Linked DNA regions of Mus musculus: all the other regions are linked to region 2. A link is a contact called in public promoter capture Hi-C data. All regions are on one chromosome and are shown on one strand. Each heading gives the region's core, a stretch centred on a gene start, on an enhancer-like site or on the middle of the called end of the contact. The rest is flanking DNA. Distances are from core to core; before and after follow the strand shown. Region 1 holds the start of Kctd7 (potassium channel tetramerisation domain containing 7). Region 2 holds the start of Gusb (glucuronidase, beta). Region 3 holds the start of Tmem248 (transmembrane protein 248).

Region 1 (3,876 bases), core at 550-3,049, 140 kb before region 2:
ACAAAATTTACAATTCTAAGTATGAGCTCAACTCTATTATTATTATTATTATTATTATTATTATTATTATTATTATTATTATTTTGAGACAGAGTTTCTCTGTGTAGCTCGGGCTCTCCTGGAACTCACTACATAGACCAAGCTGGCCTGGAACTCACATTTATCTGCTGCCTCTGCCTTTGGAATTGGAGGTGTGTACCACCAAGCCCAAAAATTCAACTCTTACTCTCACGGTGCAAAATGCCTTTCACATTTCTGCAGAAATGCTAAGCCCACTTTAGGTATACGCTAAGACTCAGATGTCACTTAGGTGTAATGCTTTGCACTTCTGGAGTTCTTTCTAAAAGGCAGCACCCACTAATGTACTTCTTTGCTCCATATGCGAAACAAAAAAAGTCAGGGAAAAGAGTCCTAGAACTCACAGGGAGGGATGTGACTCACAGGAGGCCGGGACTGGACAGCTGGCCTACAGTCTGTGGGATTGTGTGTCCTGTCACTCAAACCACAACTTCTGCCCAATGACAGTGCACAAAAAAAAGTGTCACCGCCGTGTTGGCCCTTTTCCCTGACTGCAGAGTTATGTCTAGAATTTTGCTTATGTTCACAAGTTTCCCACGATGCTGGCAATTCGGGGATTCTAACCCTACCACAATACTGTCAGCTGCCGGAGAGCCTCACTCAAGCCAGCCCCCTCAGATTGTCGAGTCTCCACATCTGTATCCATCTTCCTATCCATCTCTACATCTGTATTCATCTTCCTATCCATCTCCAGGGTCAGTTCAGGTGCAAAGTGTCACACACAGGAAGGGCTACTAACGAAGCCACTCCATAGCACAATACAGCAACTGATAAATGAAGCCCCTAATCCCTCCATCATCTCTGCTCTGAGTTCAACTCACCATTGCCCTCCTATTTCCCGAATTTATCTCCTGCATGTCCTTGCTCTCGCTGCTTTCTTGACCCCAAATCCTCTACCGTTCACTCTTGTCCATCTAGCAAATAAAATTACCCCATGTGGTAATGGAGATTGTTCACTGCATAACGGCACCTGGATGAGAATTGGTCCACTCAGGTGTGTCCTTTTCTTAAATCATACCAAGGCACCAGATAGGTTAACTGCAGGTAGTTTCTAATGCCACTCCCCCGGCAGCTGGAGGATACACCTGGATAACCCAGGTCCTCCTTTGGATTGTATGGAACATGCTATGTGTTGAGTCCTCGTCTAGTTGATAAAGGTGACATGAAATACAGGAATGGAACTGACATCTGGTAGTACGGGAAGAAGGGACTTGGAGTGCAGGTGACTCGGGGCAGGGAGGATACACCTAGTGTAGGAGTGGCATCAGGGGTGGATAGCTCCTTGGGAGGCTCTCCGCCCAAGGTCAGCTCTGCAAGCACCAGTCTCTCCCTCGCTTCCCATCAGCCCTCCCTTCCCCCATCGCTCGATCCAGGTACCTCCTGGGGCAGCAGGGGCAGCCCGTGCCCCGCTTGCGTGGCCGTAGGAGTGGCCGGCTCCAGGAAGTCGTCTTCGGCTTCGGAGCTGGACATGGCACCGTCCGAGTGACGGCTGTCTGGCTCCCGCCCGGTGACTACCACCATCCCTCTGGCTCTGGGCGGTGGGCGCGGCTTCGGGTAGGCGGGTGGGCGGAGGCCTGAAGAACTAAAGCCAAGCAGTGCCTGACATGACGAGATGGGCCGCCGGCGGGCGCTAGACGCCGAGGACCTGCAAGCAGTTAGGATGTCCTGTGCTGCCCTCCAACAGTCTAACGACCAACGCGCCTACAGTTAGTCGCTGGTCTGACCTGGCTGCCTCCAGCCATTGGCCGAATCTTCGCTGGCTCCGCCCTGATTGTCAGGAGGTTCGCCCAATCACAGAACAAACAATTCGGCCTTAAGCCGTAGTGGCTACAGGCCTACCCAATTCTGATTGGCTCTTGGCTGACAAGCGCGAGCGACGCCTGTCTGCTCCAGGGTTTGGCCGAGGGGAGGTGATCGCCCACTGACGACCTCGATCAGCAACCACCGCGTGGACCCTGCGCTGCAAATCGGAACCAGGCGCTTCTTGCTATTGGCCGAGGTTTCATGAACTCCTGCTATGATTGGCAAGAGCATTGTCCAATTATAGGGTAAACACGTCTGGTTGGGTTTGTTCCATTCTGATTGGCTATCTAACTAACGGGAGCGCTACCTCCCTTGGTCCAGGCCACTTATCTAGGGAAGCGGCTCTCTGCGCATAGCAACCACAGCGCAGGTAGCATCTCTGGCCTCACCCGGTCGCCTCCTACTACTGGCAGTGTCCGATTAGCTCCGCTATGACGGTTAAAGGTCTGATCCAACCATCGAGGTCTCAAACTAGAGTGACAACTGACAACGGCTTGCCGATCAGTCCCATTCTTATAGGCCACCTAAAGGGCACGCGTTCTGCACTTCCGACGTTCAACGACAGCGCTGGTCCCCCGGCGCGGTTCCCGAAAGGACAGACCACCCAATTGCTCCTGCTATTGGCTGTGTCCTCGCTGGCCTCCGCCCCTGATTGGCAGGAAGCCCGCTCATAGGGGCAGCACCGTGGTCCTGCTTTCATTGGCTTTCTGACTAGCAGGCGCGAAGCTCCAGGCCACTCCACTTTATCATCCCGGTCCATGTGTCCTGGGAAAGGGCCCAGGACTGGCTGGTTTGTCTCCATAGCAGCGGGCCAGTGAAAAAAGGCCTAAGCAGGCTGTCCTTGAGGATGTGTTGTGGAGGGCTGAGGGCACCTGCTGTGTAATAGAAATTGAGCACTGCAACACCAATGGCTGGCAAGGACATGGCTGCTGTGCTAGCGCTTTTTCCGTGGACTCACACAGGAAGGAAAACCTTGGTTGCAAATACCTTTAATTGCAGCGACTTGAGAGGTTAGAAGGATTTCTGAGAATTCAACTCTTGTCTCTAGTATAATAAATAATAATAATAAATAATAACGGAACTGAGTATGGTGACTCACGCTGCAATATCAGTACTTGGAAGTCAAGGCCAGCTTCAGCTTCATAACATTGTGAGTCCAAATTGGGTTACATGAGACTGCTAAAAACAAACGCTAAAAATGAAAAAAATTAAATAACCACAGATGAGAAAAGAGAAAACCCCACTCCCAAACAGGGCTCCTCTTCTCCATCTGACCTGCCCACACATGCGTACGCGCAAAGCTGTGGCTTTATCAGATGCCTCCTATTTGTTTAAATTAGCCATTCAAAAATAAGTGGATGGAGAGTACACCACCAAAAGGCTCAAGCCCTCCTTTTGAACTGGATTTCTGAATATCTTCTCCCCTGGCAGGGAATCTGTGTTTTGCTGTATGTGACTTCAATAAAGCTTGGCTGACTGCCGAGTCCTCGCCTTTCCTGCTTGGTCATTCTTTCAACTGGACAGAGAAAAAGAAGCCATACCCGCAATTCTAGATGACCCTCTCCATGATAACGTCATCACCTCTGCACCAGGACACAGACAGAAACAGGCACTCCCAGAAGGCTCTTCCCAGCTAGTCAGATGACCCATTTGATGCAGCACGTCTCAGTCACGCATCGACTGTGTGACCTCTGTTGGGGGAGGTTCCTTCAGAAGAAGCCCCGCATCTTTCCACAGCTCCAATAGGCTTTTGTTACCTGTCCCAATAAACCACTTAAAAGAGAAAATCAGAGATTTAATCAACATGGCCCACACTGCGAAGAGGAAATGGTCATGCCAATTATCAGATGAACTTTAGGCTTAAGTAGATGACAGATTGAGGCAGAGGCTATGCACTAGTCAAGATGTGGGTTGTCTTGGTTTTGATTCTGTAAGTTGGTCCAAAGAAATCCTTTCAAGCTGATTAGGATAATTCCTACTCCAGGTGCGGCCTCA
Region 2 (4,208 bases), core at 1,187-3,686:
CCATCAGACTTGCTGTCTGTCCTTGTGTTTCTTGCCCCCCATTCTCTCCACGGGCGCTTCCTCAGACCCTGTTCAGCTGTCTCAAGGGCCGGGACAGACAAGGATACAAAGGCTTCCAGGAGAAGGGAGAGTCAAAACCCGGAATCAAAGCAATTTAGTCAAGCATAGATGACATTTGTATGCTGTTAATGGGATTGCAACTTAAGAAAACACAGATTTAGTTACAATAGTAGGCTCAGGTTCTTCAAAACAGCCCTGGTATTTATAGCTTAAACAGACTGGCCTGGGAGGTGGCCCAGTTGGTAAGTCGGTTGCTGGGCAGGCATGAAGAGTTTGAATCTGAATTCCCCAGCACTCACATAAAAATCAGGGCACAAAGCACCCCTAACCCCTTAGCTGGGAAGACAGTAAAAGGTGAATCTTTGGCTCCAGCCAACCAGTTTAATGGGGTTCGTGAGCTCCAAGCTCAGTCCCAACATACAAGGCAGAGGGGCTTCTGAGATGGCTTAGTGAATACAGGTGTCTGCTCCCAAGTCTGATGACTGAGTTCTGTCCTTGGGACTTACAGGGTAGAAGGAGGAACAACTCCAGCCAGACATCATCTGATCTTCACACAGTGCAGGCACACATGCAAATTAATATATAAATAAACAAACTAAGATATAATAAGATGGATGGGACTGCAGACAGGGCTCAGGGTTTAAGAGCACTGGCTGTTCTTTCAGAGGTCCTGGGTTCAGGTCCCAGCACCTTCAAGGTGATTCACAATTATTTGTAACTTTAGTTCCAGGGGATTCAATTCTGGCCTCCAAGGGTACTTCACACACCTAGTACACACTGATAGGTGCAGGCAAAACATCCATATGTTATTTATATCTTTGAGGTTACTATGTAGCCTATCCTTCTACCTCAACATCCTGAGAGCTGGCCGTAGATGAGAAGCACCATGTCCAGTTCTAGGGAAGTTTTTTGTAGTTGCTGCTGTTCTTAGTGTTTATTTTCTGTTTCCCAGGGTTGCACTGGCATGTATGTCTATGCACCACATGGTCCAGTGCCTGTGGAGGCTAGAAGAGGTCATTCGATCCTCTAGGAGTGGAGTTAAAAAATGGTTGTGAGCTGCCATGTGGGTGCTGGGAATCAAACGGGGTCCTCTGGAAGAACAGCTAATGCTCTTAACCACTAAGCCATTATCTCTCTAGCCCTCCCCAGCAAATAAATAAATAAATAAGTCAGTCCTTTTAAAAAAAGGATTGACCTTTAACCTCTACCTGCACACGGTCATGTGTATACACACATCTGAAGCAGGCACCTGAAACATAAACACTCAAATATAAATAAGTGGATTGGAAGCTAGCATACCTGTGCTTGGCCAGTTTTACTCATGCTGAGAATCATTTCTTCTGTTCAGCGTCACCCCCAACCCCTTAACAAGCATACTGGTAATTGCAACAAAATGTAGGTATTTGTAACAACAACAACAACAAATGGGGAACCTTCTCTTGTGCTTAAGTTCAGCAGGCTTTAATAATGCTTTAGGGAGCAGGGCAGTGGTGGTGCACTCCTTTAGTCCCAGCCCTCAAGTGACAGAGGCAGGTGGATCTCTGAGTTCCAGGCCAGCCAGTTTAGACTAACTAAACAGAGCTCTCTGGAAAAACCCAAATCAAAACGAACCAAACAAAAACATTCTTTAGGGAACTTCCTTTTGGCTCAGTCTGAAAATCCAAATGCACACCTTGGGGTGGTTGTATCTTTAGTTCAACTCAAAGATTTAGGTTGAAACCTAAATGATATTTACCTCCGTTTTAAGAACTGGAAACTAACCAGGTGGCATATGCCTTTAGTCCCAGCACTCAGGAGGCAGAGGCGGGAGGTATCTCTGTGATTTTGAGCCTGGTCTACAGAGTTCCAGGACAGCCAAGGCTTCAAGACTCGCTTAGCTGTATATGTACTTGCCCAAGAGTGAAATCTGAGCACTGTTTGCTCAAGCCTGTTAGCTAGAGAGGCTGGAGTGATGGATTGGGGGTGGGGGTGGGGTGAGAGTTACTAAGACCACTTTCAGAGAATGGCTGCTGCAGGTCATGTGAACCGTCATCGCAACCTTCATTTGTGACTCGAATGACATCACACAGGTCCAGGAGACACTTCTTTCATGGCCATTGCTGTCAGTTCTACTCCCTTCCTCAGAGACCTCTAAGAAGAGACCTAGCTTCGAACCTGCCTGCGTGTCCTTTCCAGGCTTTAATAACAAACTCCCCAAATTCTTCTCAGTGTCTCTTTTGAACTCTCATCCTTTCACAGGAGTTATGAAGAAACAGTGGGATCAGGGACTTCAGGGCTTCTTTCAGATCTTAGCCTAGTGGTCCTGAGGGGCAAGCCCCAGAGTGTGAGGGAAGGAGGGGGAGATATTAATAGATGTGAGGCAGGCAGCGGCTGACGTCAGGCATATGGGGAAACGATCCAGGACTTCAAGCGACTTCCTCTTTCTGCAGAGTCCAGCCTTGGGGCCTCTAGATAGCCTTGAGCCAGCAGCTGTACAAGCGCTTGCCCTCAACCAAGTTGGCGCAGGCGGCTTCTCTCGAGAACATGTGACTCTTCCAGGTCCCGCCTCTGCCCTCCCAGAGAGGAGGCTAAAAAGCCCAGCCGCTGGTCGGTGGGCAGCCTGGCCAGTATGTCCCTAAAATGGAGTGCGTGTTGGGTCGCGCTGGGCCAGCTGCTGTGCAGCTGCGCGCTGGCTCTGAAGGGCGGGATGCTGTTCCCGAAGGAGAGCCCGTCGCGGGAGCTCAAGGCGCTGGACGGACTGTGGCACTTCCGCGCCGACCTCTCGAACAACCGGCTGCAGGGTTTCGAGCAGCAATGGTACCGGCAGCCGCTACGGGAGGTGCGCGCTCCCTGGGACCCGGGGTCTGGAAGCTTCCAGAAGTCAGGGGATGGGCGGAGGGATGCCTGTACCTGGAGATCCCCTTGTGCTCACCTAGAGGAGGTTAATATGGGTTTGCAGGCTGGGGAGGGGAGCGACCAGAGCAGGAAGTGGGACCTGGCATGCTGAGAACCGCATGGTTTCTGCTAGGCAGGCGCTGCCCCAGGCAATGGATTTTTTTGTTTTTGTTTTTTTAAAGCTTTTAATTTTACTTCATAGTGCTGGGACTTGAACCCAGGGCCCTGTGTGTGCTTGTCACTACTGAGCCTTTTGTTTATGTTTTGAGGCTGTGTCTCCTTCGATAACCTAGGCTGGCCTGGATGTCCGGGTGAATCTCTTGCTCCCACTTTAACTTTCCTGAGTGTTGTAGATGTTTGTGCACACGCCTCCTGCATCCCGGTGCACATACCTCCCATGCTCTTTCCCATCTTGTGAAAAGTAGAATCCTAGGAGATGCTACCCACTACAGAGATTTGGGGGCGGGGGTAGAGGAGGGGGGAGCAAATGTGACTTTGCACAGAGCTAGCAGAGGACCCTCATCCCTGCTCTCCTTTCCTACCTAGGTAGGGTTGGCGCAGAAGCAGGCTGAAGCAAACCTGTGTGCTCACAGTCTCCTCCTCTCTCAGATTCATTCATTCATCCTACCTCGTTTCCTATTGGGCTCTCTCCTCTTCCTCTCTTCTCTCTCTTTGTTTAAAATGTGTACCCATTATTTATGTGGGGTGGGGGGGCGCCACCCGTGTGCTACACAGTACATGTGGAGGTTGGAAGATAACTTGCTGGAGTCTGGTCTCACCTAGGTCACCAGGGATGTAACTAAGGTCATCAGGCTTAGTGGCTAGTGCCTTTAACCCACCAAGTCATCTCACCAGCTCTGTGTGTGTGTGTTTGAGACAGCGACTCACATTAACCTCCGACTCATAGCCATGTGGCTCCCTTAGCCTCCCAGGTTGCTAGAGTTACAAGTGATGAACCACCACACCTGGCTTAGACTCTCAGTTTTCAACTGCACTGCCCAGCATTCAGCAAAAGAGGAAGTAAGGAGAGGACATTGCCACCACAGGCCTTCTCTGTTTCCTTGGGGGCCCCTGTTCCCTGCTGTTGGCCTTCTTCCTTGTAGCAATGGTCACCTGCCTTTTATGTCAGGGTCTGGTCTTTCCTGTTTTAGACTGGCCTGTGGCTCTTTCCATGGAAATCTTGGCTCTGGTACTATCTGCCCTGAGAAAGAACTTGGTTTGAACAGTCTTTTTCCATCAACTGTCCTGCAGAGTTCACTTGTGGATGCAGCCAG
Region 3 (4,193 bases), core at 1,099-3,598, 220 kb before region 2:
AGGACAGTGTACTAAGACACATAAAATAAATAAATTTAAAACAAACAAACAACACTCTCTTTCACAAGAGTTAATTGTGGATTGTGGCAGAACCAGATTATACGAGGCTAAGGAGAAAATAACTACTTAACATATGCCATGTAGTGGACACCCTAACAACTGCTTAGCACACCCTGGTAGGTATTTTAATCTCTCCGACACTGTTAGGTGGGTATCAGTCTCCGTGTCAGCATACAGCTTAGGTAATGTACAATGATACAAGCAGACATGTAAGTGGCAGAGGACTCTCATTTAACTCACTGTGCTATCACACAACACCAGGCCCAGCAAGAGGGCTTCCCACCAATCAATTCCACATGCCTCGAACACACCAACTACATCATCGGAGACACCGTCTTCAATAAACACTTTAGCTGTCTAACTAAAGTTCTGTGGGGATAGAAAGAAGGCTCAGTTAATCTTCCAGGGCACCTGGGTTGGGCTGGTGGCAGCTCCAGTGGCAGCTCACAAGGATCTGGGATCACAGGCGTGTGCCACTAGGTCTGGCCCATAATTAGAATTCTACAGACTTCCCATACTGACAAAAACCATCCTGTAGGTCCACCACCCTTGCACTGTGCTCTGTATCCCCGACCACTCCACCCCACCCCCAAATCAGGCCCAGTTTTCTCTAATGCTCGTGTGTAAAGAGGAGAGCACTAGATGAGAGAGGGAAGAAGGGTCAAAAGGAAACACGAAGCTTTAAAACCATGGGCTCCTGAGAATGTTCAGACAAGGCAACGACAGAAGCCTGGGAAAATACGAGTTCCAGAACTGTGACATGGCTTCAGGTTATTTCCATTATGTTAAACTCACAGCTCTGGATTCTCTGCATCAGAACTAAAGCTGTGTGTCTTACAGTATGTGGAAATCCTCCCGTGATTTGTTGTATTATACAACTATGGGACAGGTAAGAAATCACCCCCCTGTCCCAGTATTGACTAGCCTTGCCACCAGGCTACCACTACTCTGTGAACAGGGCCTGGTACCACACAGCTAACAACACCCCAATATGAGGCTGAGGCAGGAGGATCACAACTTCAAGCTACACAGAGAGTTGGAGGCCAGCCTGAACTACACAGTGGACCTGTCTTTAAAAAAAAAAAAAAATTATGTTTTAGCCGGGCTTAACCGGCATGGCAGTGCACACCTGCCAACGGCAGCACTAGGGAGTCTAAGAGAATCAAGGTCAGCCTCGACTGAGTCGTGGGTTTGGACTATCTAAGGCTGCAGGAGACCCCAGACTCCAGGATTCAGATTAAAACCAAAACAATACCGTTATTACACTGTGAAACCTTGGCAGTGTGGCCCACGCCTATATCTCTGAACTACGGAGTCTGAATCGGGAAGATCGGTGTTGAAGGTGGGTCTTGTCTACATAGGGAAATCCTAGCCAGTTAAGGCTGCATTAAACCCTCTTTTGGATACATTTTTGACAACCCAAAGTCAAGTCACAAATCTAAAACTGAACACACACACACACTCACACTCACTCTCTCACTCTCACTCTCTCTCTCTCTCTCTCTCTCTCTCTCTCTCTGTCACACACACACACACACACACACACACACACACACACACACACACACAGAGAAGTTGGAAAGATGGCTACGGGGTTAAGAATACCTGCTATTCCTGAGGACCAGAGTTAAGTTCTCAGCAACCCCATCATCAGGCAGCTACCAATGGAGTGTAACTCTGGGTCTAAGGACACAACGCCCTCTTCTGGAGTCGGTGGGTATTTGCGCTCACGTGCGCAGACAAGATAATACAAACACATCATGTAAATAATTTTCCAAAACAATCATTTTTTTTTCTAAAACTTGCAAAGGATGCTAGTAGGTCCACGCAGCCTTATTCAGCCGACCTATACAAGCCTTGACTGAGGGAGCAGGACTCCGCAGGCCTCGGGAGGATGGAACAGGACCGGGTCAGCTAATAGAGGAGTGAACGGAGCTGGGGTGGCTGGGAGAGCCTGCGCACCGATCCGCCCAGCACGCCGTGGGCCCCGGGTTCAGGGTCCCCGGTCCCGGCCCATGCGCCCGCGATTACGACCCCGTCTCCTACTCACCGCCCCGCAGACTGGCGGCTCGAGCCCGCGGACGCCCGCGGCCTGGCCCTGTTCACTCGCGGCGGCGCGCGGCGGGCCCCGGGCTGCCCCGCACCATCCTCTCCGCCGCTCCGGAGACAGCGAGCGGCTCCTCGGGGCCGAAGCGACGACCCGAAGCCAGGCCAGAGCGCGCCAACGGGACGCCGGCTCCGCGCGCTGCGAACGCCGGGCTTTCCGGGTGAAGGCAGAAAACCACGTCACCACTAACGCCGCCGTGACCTCTGACCCCGCCCGCGCGCGACGGCGGCGCGGAAGGGACAGAATTGCTCCGGGGCGAGCGGCGGGTGGGGTCGGGGTTAGGAGGAGAAGCAGACTGTCTTCGTTTTGCAAATGGGAAAAGCATACACGGAGCTGCCTGAAATTTATCACTCGCATTCGCGAACTGCCGTGAGCTTGCTCGGTTCCGTCCCGAAGTGCTTCTGCAGGTCTTGGTGTGTATGGCGTGAGATAGTAAAGAGGACACGATTTTCGTTTATTTTTGTTGGAATTTTTTGTTTTGACACAGGGGTCTCGTGGATGGCAAGAGCTGGCTTCCTGTTCTCTCTGGAGCCCAATGAGGAGCCAACTACCTTAGTCATGGTGTTTGAGCACACTAATACCACCCTCCTCTCTGTAGACGGGACTCTAGGATCCACTGGATGGGAATCTGTCGCGTTTCTGGACAACAGGACAATTCATTTCAAGCCATGTCTCAGTCCCCAAGGACCTAGCTGACCTTAGAAGCAGCAAAATATTATCCTTTTTAAATTCCTCTAACCACATTAATACTGACCTTTGTACATGATTATTGAAAACCCAGGAGATCAGTTACACTTATCCATTTGTCTGGTCTTGACTTTTTTTGTTGTTCTTTAAAGACACGGTTGCTGGGCAGTGGGAAGGTTGTCCTTTGATCCCAGCATTCAAGAGTCAGAGGCAGATAGATCTTTGCATTTGAGGCCAGCCTGGTCTGCAGAATGAGTTCCAGGAAGCTGGGGCTAAACAAAGCCTGTCTTGAAAAAAAAAAAAAAAACCAAACCAACCAACAAACAAAAGAGATAAGGTCTTTCAATCCATCCCTGGCTGACTTAAAACTCACTATGTGACCCAAGCTGGTCTCAAACTCAAAGATCCATAAGTGCTGGGATTAAAGGTGTGCCATGAGACATGAGAACATTTGTGAGAATTTTCTCCTTAGGTAAAGACTATGCGATGTTTATCCCCTTTTCCTAAGGTCTCGGTGACAAACCAAAGTTCCCCCTGGAATGCCAGTAAATGTATCTGGCTTACTTACAGAGCATAGGCAAGAGGTTACTGCCAGCAGGGTGAGTGACCTCAAAGCAACTACACTGGAAAGTCCTCACCCAGAATGGATGATGGCTTCCCATAGAATGTGTAAGTGGAACTCTGATGCTTGTCTCCTCCAGAACCTCAAAGCCAAATAGTTCCAGGGAAATCGTATAGAAGACATCTGCATGTGTATGTCTGTGTGTGCACAGCATGTGTGTGCTCTCATTCCAGACAATGAGCTACCACTGCTATGCTTTTGGTTTTGAATAAGTGCAAGGAGCAGGTAGAAAGGCAGAAATACACAGTAAAACGTGATCAAATCGATGTCTATGACATCAAGCAGAACTCAGATAAGGAAGGCCTTAAACCTAGGAGGCTGGAGAAGCTGCTGAGAGGTTTTTTTAGACAGAGTGTCTTCTGTACTCTTTACAAGGGCTGACTGACAACAGTTCTTGTTATTTTTATTTAGTGCTTATAATCTAGCAAATATTGAAGTGGACTGAATGAAAATGGACCCCATCGGCCCATATGCTTGAATGCTTGGTCCCTAGTTAGAGGAACTGTTTGGGAAGGATTTAGGAGGTGTGGCCTTGTTGAAGGAGCTGTGTCACTGGGAGTGATTTTGAGGTTTCAAAAGTCCCTGCCAGGCCCACTATCTTCTCGTCTCTCCCTACTTGCTGCCTATAGATCAAGAGGTAAATCTCTCAGCTACTGCCTCAGCACCCTGCCTGTCTGCTTCCCTCCATGGTGATCATGAACTGACCCTCTGAAACTG

The links. Promoter capture Hi-C pulls out the DNA fragments that hold promoters and counts their contacts. Capture Hi-C pulls out chosen DNA fragments and counts their contacts.
Region 1: a promoter capture Hi-C map of liver shows a contact between it and region 2, with 9 times the contacts expected there. The contact joins the promoter of Kctd7 here to the promoter of Gusb in region 2. A contact is called at or near these places in 18 of 39 promoter capture datasets (the 3T3-L1 cell line, 3T3-L1-derived adipocytes, the C10 cell line and 13 more), 3 of 15 datasets of contacts at CTCF or cohesin (embryonic stem cells, large pre-B cells and stem cell-derived epiblast-like cells), 89 of 484 Hi-C or Micro-C datasets (3T3-L1-derived adipocytes, B cells, the Ba/F3 cell line and 45 more), 30 of 115 datasets of contacts at active chromatin or transcription factors (the 230-238 cell line, the HPC-7 cell line, the SCID.adh cell line and 23 more) and 5 of 9 other capture datasets (adipose tissue, embryonic stem cells, liver and 2 more).
Region 3: a contact with region 2 is called in a promoter capture Hi-C map of adipose tissue. The contact joins the promoter of Tmem248 here to the promoter of Gusb in region 2. A contact is called at or near these places in 9 of 39 promoter capture datasets (the 3T3-L1 cell line, the C10 cell line, the HPC-7 cell line and 5 more), 7 of 484 Hi-C or Micro-C datasets (the AML12 cell line, Sertoli cells, embryonic fibroblasts and 4 more), 13 of 115 datasets of contacts at active chromatin or transcription factors (the 230-238 cell line, the SCID.adh cell line, bone marrow-derived macrophages and 7 more) and 4 of 9 other capture datasets (adipose tissue, embryonic stem cells, liver and 1 more).

The regions. Positions count from the first base shown.
Region 1 is chr5:130,142,806-130,146,681 of GRCm38.p6, reverse strand. It overlaps Kctd7 (potassium channel tetramerisation domain containing 7), which reads right to left and starts at 1,799. Exons shown (of 4, transcript NM_172509.4): 1 at 1,456-1,799. The coding sequence starts at 1,599.
Region 2 is chr5:130,001,277-130,005,484 of GRCm38.p6, reverse strand. Gusb (glucuronidase, beta) reads left to right here and starts at 2,436. Exons shown (of 12, transcript NM_010368.2): 1 at 2,436-2,878. The coding sequence starts at 2,669.
Region 3 is chr5:130,220,490-130,224,682 of GRCm38.p6, reverse strand. It overlaps Tmem248 (transmembrane protein 248), which reads right to left and starts at 2,348. Exons shown (of 7, transcript NM_027854.1): 1 at 2,111-2,348. It overlaps Gm6598 (a long non-coding RNA gene), which reads left to right and starts at 817. Exons shown (of 2, transcript XR_377119.4): 1 at 817-949; 2 at 2,655-2,965.